Linked DNA regions of Zea mays: region 1 is linked to region 2. A link is a contact called in public Hi-C data. All regions are on one chromosome and are shown on one strand. Each heading gives the region's core, a stretch centred on a gene start, on an enhancer-like site or on the middle of the called end of the contact. The rest is flanking DNA. Distances are from core to core; before and after follow the strand shown.

Evidence for each region. Hi-C and Micro-C count contacts between places; a contact is called where the count stands out from the background.
Region 1: a contact with region 2 is called in a Hi-C map of leaf, with 4 times the contacts expected there. The contact joins the promoter of LOC100383384 here to the enhancer-like site in region 2. A contact is called at or near these places in 9 of 25 Hi-C or Micro-C datasets (bundle sheath, ear, leaf and 1 more).

What each region holds. Positions count from the first base shown.
Region 1 is chr5:163,837,496-163,840,403 of Zm-B73-REFERENCE-NAM-5.0, reverse strand. LOC100383384 (MACPF domain-containing protein) reads right to left here and starts at 1,578. Exons shown (of 7, transcript NM_001176039.1): 1 at 1,086-1,578. The coding sequence starts at 1,325.
Region 2 is chr5:163,764,072-163,767,162 of Zm-B73-REFERENCE-NAM-5.0, reverse strand. No RefSeq gene overlaps it. Among protein-coding and RNA genes, the nearest start is that of MIR529, 6.7 kb to the right of the region's middle. Within about 2 kb of position 1,537, at least 4 of the 20 cell types and tissues checked have an H3K27ac peak or open chromatin away from gene starts, as enhancers often do. A contact at or near this core is called in leaf, where this site is marked.

The DNA of each region.
Region 1 (2,908 bases), core at 329-2,828, 73 kb before region 2:
ACAGTTGAACGACCAGCCCTGGAAGGCTGAAATCCACCGGAAACTACTAGGCTGAATGTCACAAGAGTCCTAATCGCACATCAGAATGATGTAACGCACACGGCACACCGAACCGAATCGTTGAAGGATTTGCACGGAAATTAATTGGTGCCTGCCAGATCGAGGAGCCATGATGAAGACAGGCAATATCCCCAGCCGATACAAATACAGATACAGATACAGGTGGCCGCCAAACTCCGGTAGGCCGTAGGCATCAGGCACGCAGCAAAAACGGATCAGCAGGATCATTCGAGGACGCCAGACATTCCCCGGCGTTTGAATGGAGGGCAGTAGCAGCTCGATCCCGATGCTCAACAGCCCAGGAAAGTTACGCGGTTGGTGGTGGACTAGCTGGTGGGGCAGGCATACTAGCTACAGCTACTGCCACGTACTCCAGTATACTATCATCGAATCTGTGCCCCCACGCAAAAGAAAAGAAAACGGTGTCGCTTCGACAACTGTTGTTGATGATGCGGATTGAGCTTTAAGTACAGGACTTGGATTAGTTGACTGACATATCATGCGAACGAGAAACATGACTGTCATAACGCGTCATCAAGCACAAAAATGTTATTTTTTTTTTGAATAAGAGAAGAAGAAAAAGATGAAACAGTTGAAAGGCAAAGATAAATTTTGACGCCCGAACCAAATGGGTATTTTGAAGCAATCAGCGAGACAGGAAACGCGGTTCCGTCCAAAATCTGGCAAAGCCGAGCTACGATACGAGAAGGTGAATCGCACACGCCGTCTCCAGTCCAAGCGCTTCAACCATGCATGAATGAGCTGTTGTTGGTTCAGCTCTCGCGATGCTGCGGACGCAACAAAAACGAACAAGACCACACAAAGGCGTGACGAAATCCAATCCCATCCGATCGCCCCCCCCCCCCCCCCCCTGTCCAATCACGGCATCACAACCGCAACCCGCGGGGCAAAACAGGGGCAGCCAGCCCAGCAGCAGCTCCGTCCGATGACGCGGCGCGCTGGAAGTGGAGTGGAAGCGGGCAGGGAGCACGGCGAGGAGAACGCGCGCGGGGCGTGGTGCGCACCTGATTGAACTCGAGGACGTCGGAGCGGAAGCGGATGCGGTCGCCCTTGTCGACGCCGACGTCGCGCGGCACCCCGCGGAGCGTGGCCCCGCCGCCGCCGGGGAGCGGCACGTCCCTTGTGTCCTCGCCGAGCTCCACCAGGCGCCGCCCCTCGCTGGCCTTGGCGAACCGCAGGCGGAAGTCGGACGTGAGGTCGAACCCGGCGCCGAGCACCCGCACCACCTCGTCCGCCACTTCCATCGCTGCAGAGGCGCGCCTGGCTCCTCTCCCTGCTCTTCTTCTCCTCCTCCTCCTCTTCTAAGATATGAAGGGCCTCGCAGGCGGCTACGGACTATGATGAAGCAGCCAACCACCTCCCGAGCGCATGCCTCTCTTCGACTTCAACGGAATATAGGACAGAAGAAGAAGATGAAGAGGGAAGGTTTGACTATGAAAAGGTCGGACGAAGGAGGAGGACGGGGATCGGTGGGAATGCGGCACGTGGGGCCCGCAGTGGTAGGGGAAAGCGGGAAGGAAACCAAGAGAAGAATGCCGCTATTGCCTATTGCCAGTGCCACTGGCTTTGGGGTCGCCGGGTCCGACACGACACGAAATGAAAACCAACGAGCCGGGCGGATGGATCGGATCGGAGGATCGGCAGCGGGCGCGTGGTTTGCGCGGTTTTCGCCGCCGCAACGGCGCGGTCCCGGTCCTTCTGCTGACGGCTGCGGTCTAGAGGGATGGTGGCCTGTTACAGGCTGTGCAATAAACCCCACACCATCTTCAGGCTATAATAAAAAAACTTTCAGGCTTCAAATTTTCCATCGAACAATTTCATCAGTAGTCAAAACTAGTGTTTTTTAGCCTACTAGTTGGCACACTAGTTGACACGCCCGTGCCAGTCTTAAGAAAGGAAAGGGGCCAGCGGCGGTATCGTGAGTGAGGGGACGAAACGACAAGGTAGCGGGGAGGCAGATGTTACTATGGGGTGTTTGAATACACTAAAACTAATAGTTAGTTAGCTAAAAATTGATAGTAGAATTAGCTAGCTAATAAATAGCTACCTAACTATTACCTAATTTAACAAAAATAGCTAATAGCTGAACTATTAGCTAGGGTATTTGGATGCCTCAACTAATTTTAGCCACTAACTATTAGTTTTAGTGCATTCAAACACTCCCTATATGTGTGAGAGATGAGGAAGGAAAGATGATCCAATTAATATTGATCATCGTATTTGAGAAAGAGAGGATATTACCTAGCGATCTGTATGTTATGTGTGGATGCAATTTATTTGATGAATTTATAGTAGCCTATGGGTGCGTGGATGATTTGGTTATGTGGGTTTTAAAAAGTTTAGATGTCCTAAACCGTTTTGTATGGTTGCCACTCATAAAGTGGCAATACAGAGTTGTACCTCTACCTCCAAGTAGCTACAATTATACCAACTTTAGAAGTCGATATAAGCGTATCTATTTTGAATCGTTACAACCAAGGCATGTGTGATGATTCTTTTAAATGTAAACGAAAACAAAGAAAATTGACACATATCGTAAGTGTTTCTAGCACTAGTGATGCTTCTAACACGAAAGAGGTAACAAAACGTAAAGATTTATACTAGTTTATGTGGGGTGCACTCAATAAGTATGTGAGGTTACACAACAACAAAATTACATAAGCCATAACTTACATATGCTATCTCGTCATTCTTCTAGCGACCTCCAGCACTAGCCTGAGCTCATTGTACACCACAGTAAATTTCATCCCAAACAAGTTGATGATGCCTAACCACAACAATTCATGTCCAGACGGAAGGAACCGACACCATCCATAGTGAGAAACTT
Region 2 (3,091 bases), core at 288-2,787:
TTTTATAGATGTAAGGAGAGGGTCCAGGTGTACAATGGGGGGTGTAGCAATATGCTAACGTGTCCGGCAGAGAGGAGCCAGAGCCCTATGTACATGCCGACGTGGCTGTCGGAGAGGTGCTAGTGCCCTGTGCATGTGATGTCATGGCCGTCGGAGGAGCGCTTGAGCCCTGTAGAAGCACAGCTGTCGGGGCTGTCGGGACCTTGCTGACGTCTCCTTGCTTCCGTAGGGGGCTGAGAACCGCCGTCGTCATGGGAGCACGCGGGGTGCCATCATTACTTGTTTACCCGGGCGAGCCAGATGGGACGCCGGTCTTGTTCCCCGTAGCCTGAGCTAGCTAGGGGTAGGGTAATGATGTACCCCCCTGTGGCGTGGTTGGTCCGAGCCCAAGGTCGGGCGAGGCGGTGACTCCTCTGAGGTCGAGGTTGAGGCCGAGCCCTAGGGTCGGGCGAGGCGGAGACCGTCTTCCGAGGTCGAGGTTGAGGCCGAGCCCTGGGGTCGGGCGAGGCGGAGATCGTCTTCCGAGGTCGAGGCGGGGGCCGAGCCCTAGGGTCAGGCGAGGCGGAGACCGTCTTCCGAGGTCGAGGTCGAGGCGGGGGCCGAGCCCCGGGGTCGGGCGAGGCGGAGCTTCCTATGGCACCTGAGGCTGGACTCGGCTGCTGTCAGCCTCAGCCTGGCGGGTGGCACAGCAGTCGGAGCAGGGCAGGCGACACTGTTTTCCTATCAGGTCAGTTAGTGGAGGGGCGAAGTGACTGCGGTCACTTCGGCCCTGCCGACTGAGGAACGCGCGTCCGGATAAGGTGTCAGGCGATCCTTGCATTGAATGCTCCTGCGATACGGTCGGTTGGCGAGGCGATCTGGCCAAGGTTGCTTCACTGCGAAACCTGCCCGAGCTGGGCCTCGGGCGAGTCGAAGGTGCACCTGTTGCTTGGGGAGGCCCTCGGGCGAGGCGTGAATCCACCTGGGTCTACTGTTCCTGCCCGAGGCTGGGCTCAGGGCGAGGCGAGATCGTGTCCCTTGAGTGGACGGAGCCTTGACCTGAATTGCGCCCATCAGGCTTTTGCAGCTTGTGCTGATGGTGATTACCAGCCGAGTTTAGGAGTCTTGGGGGTACCCCTAATTATGGTCGCCGACACTATTTGAATTGCGCACAAATTTCATGTCATTAGTGTCAATTTGTGAGATATGGGGTTGATGATATATATGTTGTTCGTTCTCATGTAATTATTGTGCATTAATATTTATCGAATAATTTATACGCCGTCGCAACGCACGGGCACATACCTATATATGTTTAATTCTTGGACGAAGAGAGATTGAACGAGCCCATCAGCAAACGATCGAGGACGGAATAGTAGTCCCTGAGATGAACATTTGTCTCAAATTCTAGACATTCATATACTACACAAACAAACGAAGCGATGGCTACGATACCTCTTTAACTATATATGTTTAAATGGACGGACCGGGCTAACATTACCTGAGCACGACTATGCCTGATACGAATTGCGTGTCAGTCCAGTCCGGCCTGATCAAATTAAGGACCATAAATATGAGTTATATGGGCCGTGTCGTGATTGTAGCCCATAAGAGAACTAGAACAAGACAACACGATTAAGGTAATATGATTCCTTCTCCTTCTGATATACCAAGTGATAACGTAAGTAAATTACAAGGAGAAGGTTAAGATAGATACAAATATTTTACGAGGATCCATAGAAATGCAACAATACATGAATAGTGATTCATATTTCTTATATTTTTTACCATTCACATGAGTTTACAAAGATACCTTCGGATACTTAAAGGTGATACAAGAATGTCTTGGATTCAAGAGCTTCGGATGCAGAGCAATTCAACAATATTTCAGTCAATTGCTCGGGGCCCCTATACATGGACATTGTACTACTATTTATAGAGACGACATGACGTACACCTTCGTATAAAATTACATTTATATTCCCAAATCATATACATATGATCTATAAAGACTGATGAGGGTGTAGTTGTCTTTTCCTCATGGAAGCGTGTTGCGCACGTCGCTTGGGCTTCCCTTTGTCCTCTGGGTTATGTGCTTCGGATTTCGGGCGCTTCATCACGCTTCGTCCAAGTTGTAATGCCGAAGCTGCCACCTTCTTCTTATACACTACGGATGCTTTCATGACGAAGATTAATTTATTACTCCTGAAACAAACCCAAAGATGGCTATGATTTTATTATTTTGAGGGCCTTCGCACAAGTAGACCCTCAACAAGCCCGGTGGGCTTAACCAGGCCATGTCGCCTATGGGCTCGATAGACACATTGTCACTGTATATATAAGTAGACAAAAATCTCAAACATTTCATATGAAGATCACAAGAGTCGAAAAGCAAGATCAAGTAGTGAAAACTTATTCAACTCAATAATTATTGGAGTTTTTAGTGCAATGCTGCCTCATTAAAAACCTTACTAGATAAAATCCCACACCTCATGAGAAGATCCTAGCAAGAATAAGAGTACATCCAACTCCCAAATGTTCAAGTGTCAATAGACTCATGAAGTTCATTACATCAATAGTTTAGTAAACATATGAGTAAACAACCCCCTTTTCAAGCTCTTCCAGCTCATGTTGCCCCTTCTTTCTCCTTGTCCTTGTTCTTGCTACTCACTTCAACACCAAGGTACATGTTCTCAAAGGTTGATTGAAGCTTCCCGGTCTCTAGTGTTTTGCATATGCTTGTCTATAAGCTCCCAATCCTTGATGTAGCATAAGACATCAACCATATCTGTTGTAAGCGTTGTTGTTGCTCCTCGAGCAACCTGGCAATAAGACTAAAGGTATATTATGAAGATATGGTGAAATAAGGAACAATCAAAACATCTTTAGCAAGGAGAGAAAGGACATCATAAGTGAGCTTATGCCTCTGCCACCAATTAAGAATGAAGTCTACTCCAAGTTAGGTGACAATATCACTGTCTAGGTATGAAGAGAGCTCAGAGATGGATGCGATAGTAGATACAACAGGAGCAGGACTACCTGGTCCCCTTCAAAGAGGAGAAGCTAGAGACCCACCACAATATCATCATCACCATAAATGTCATCCCATGCC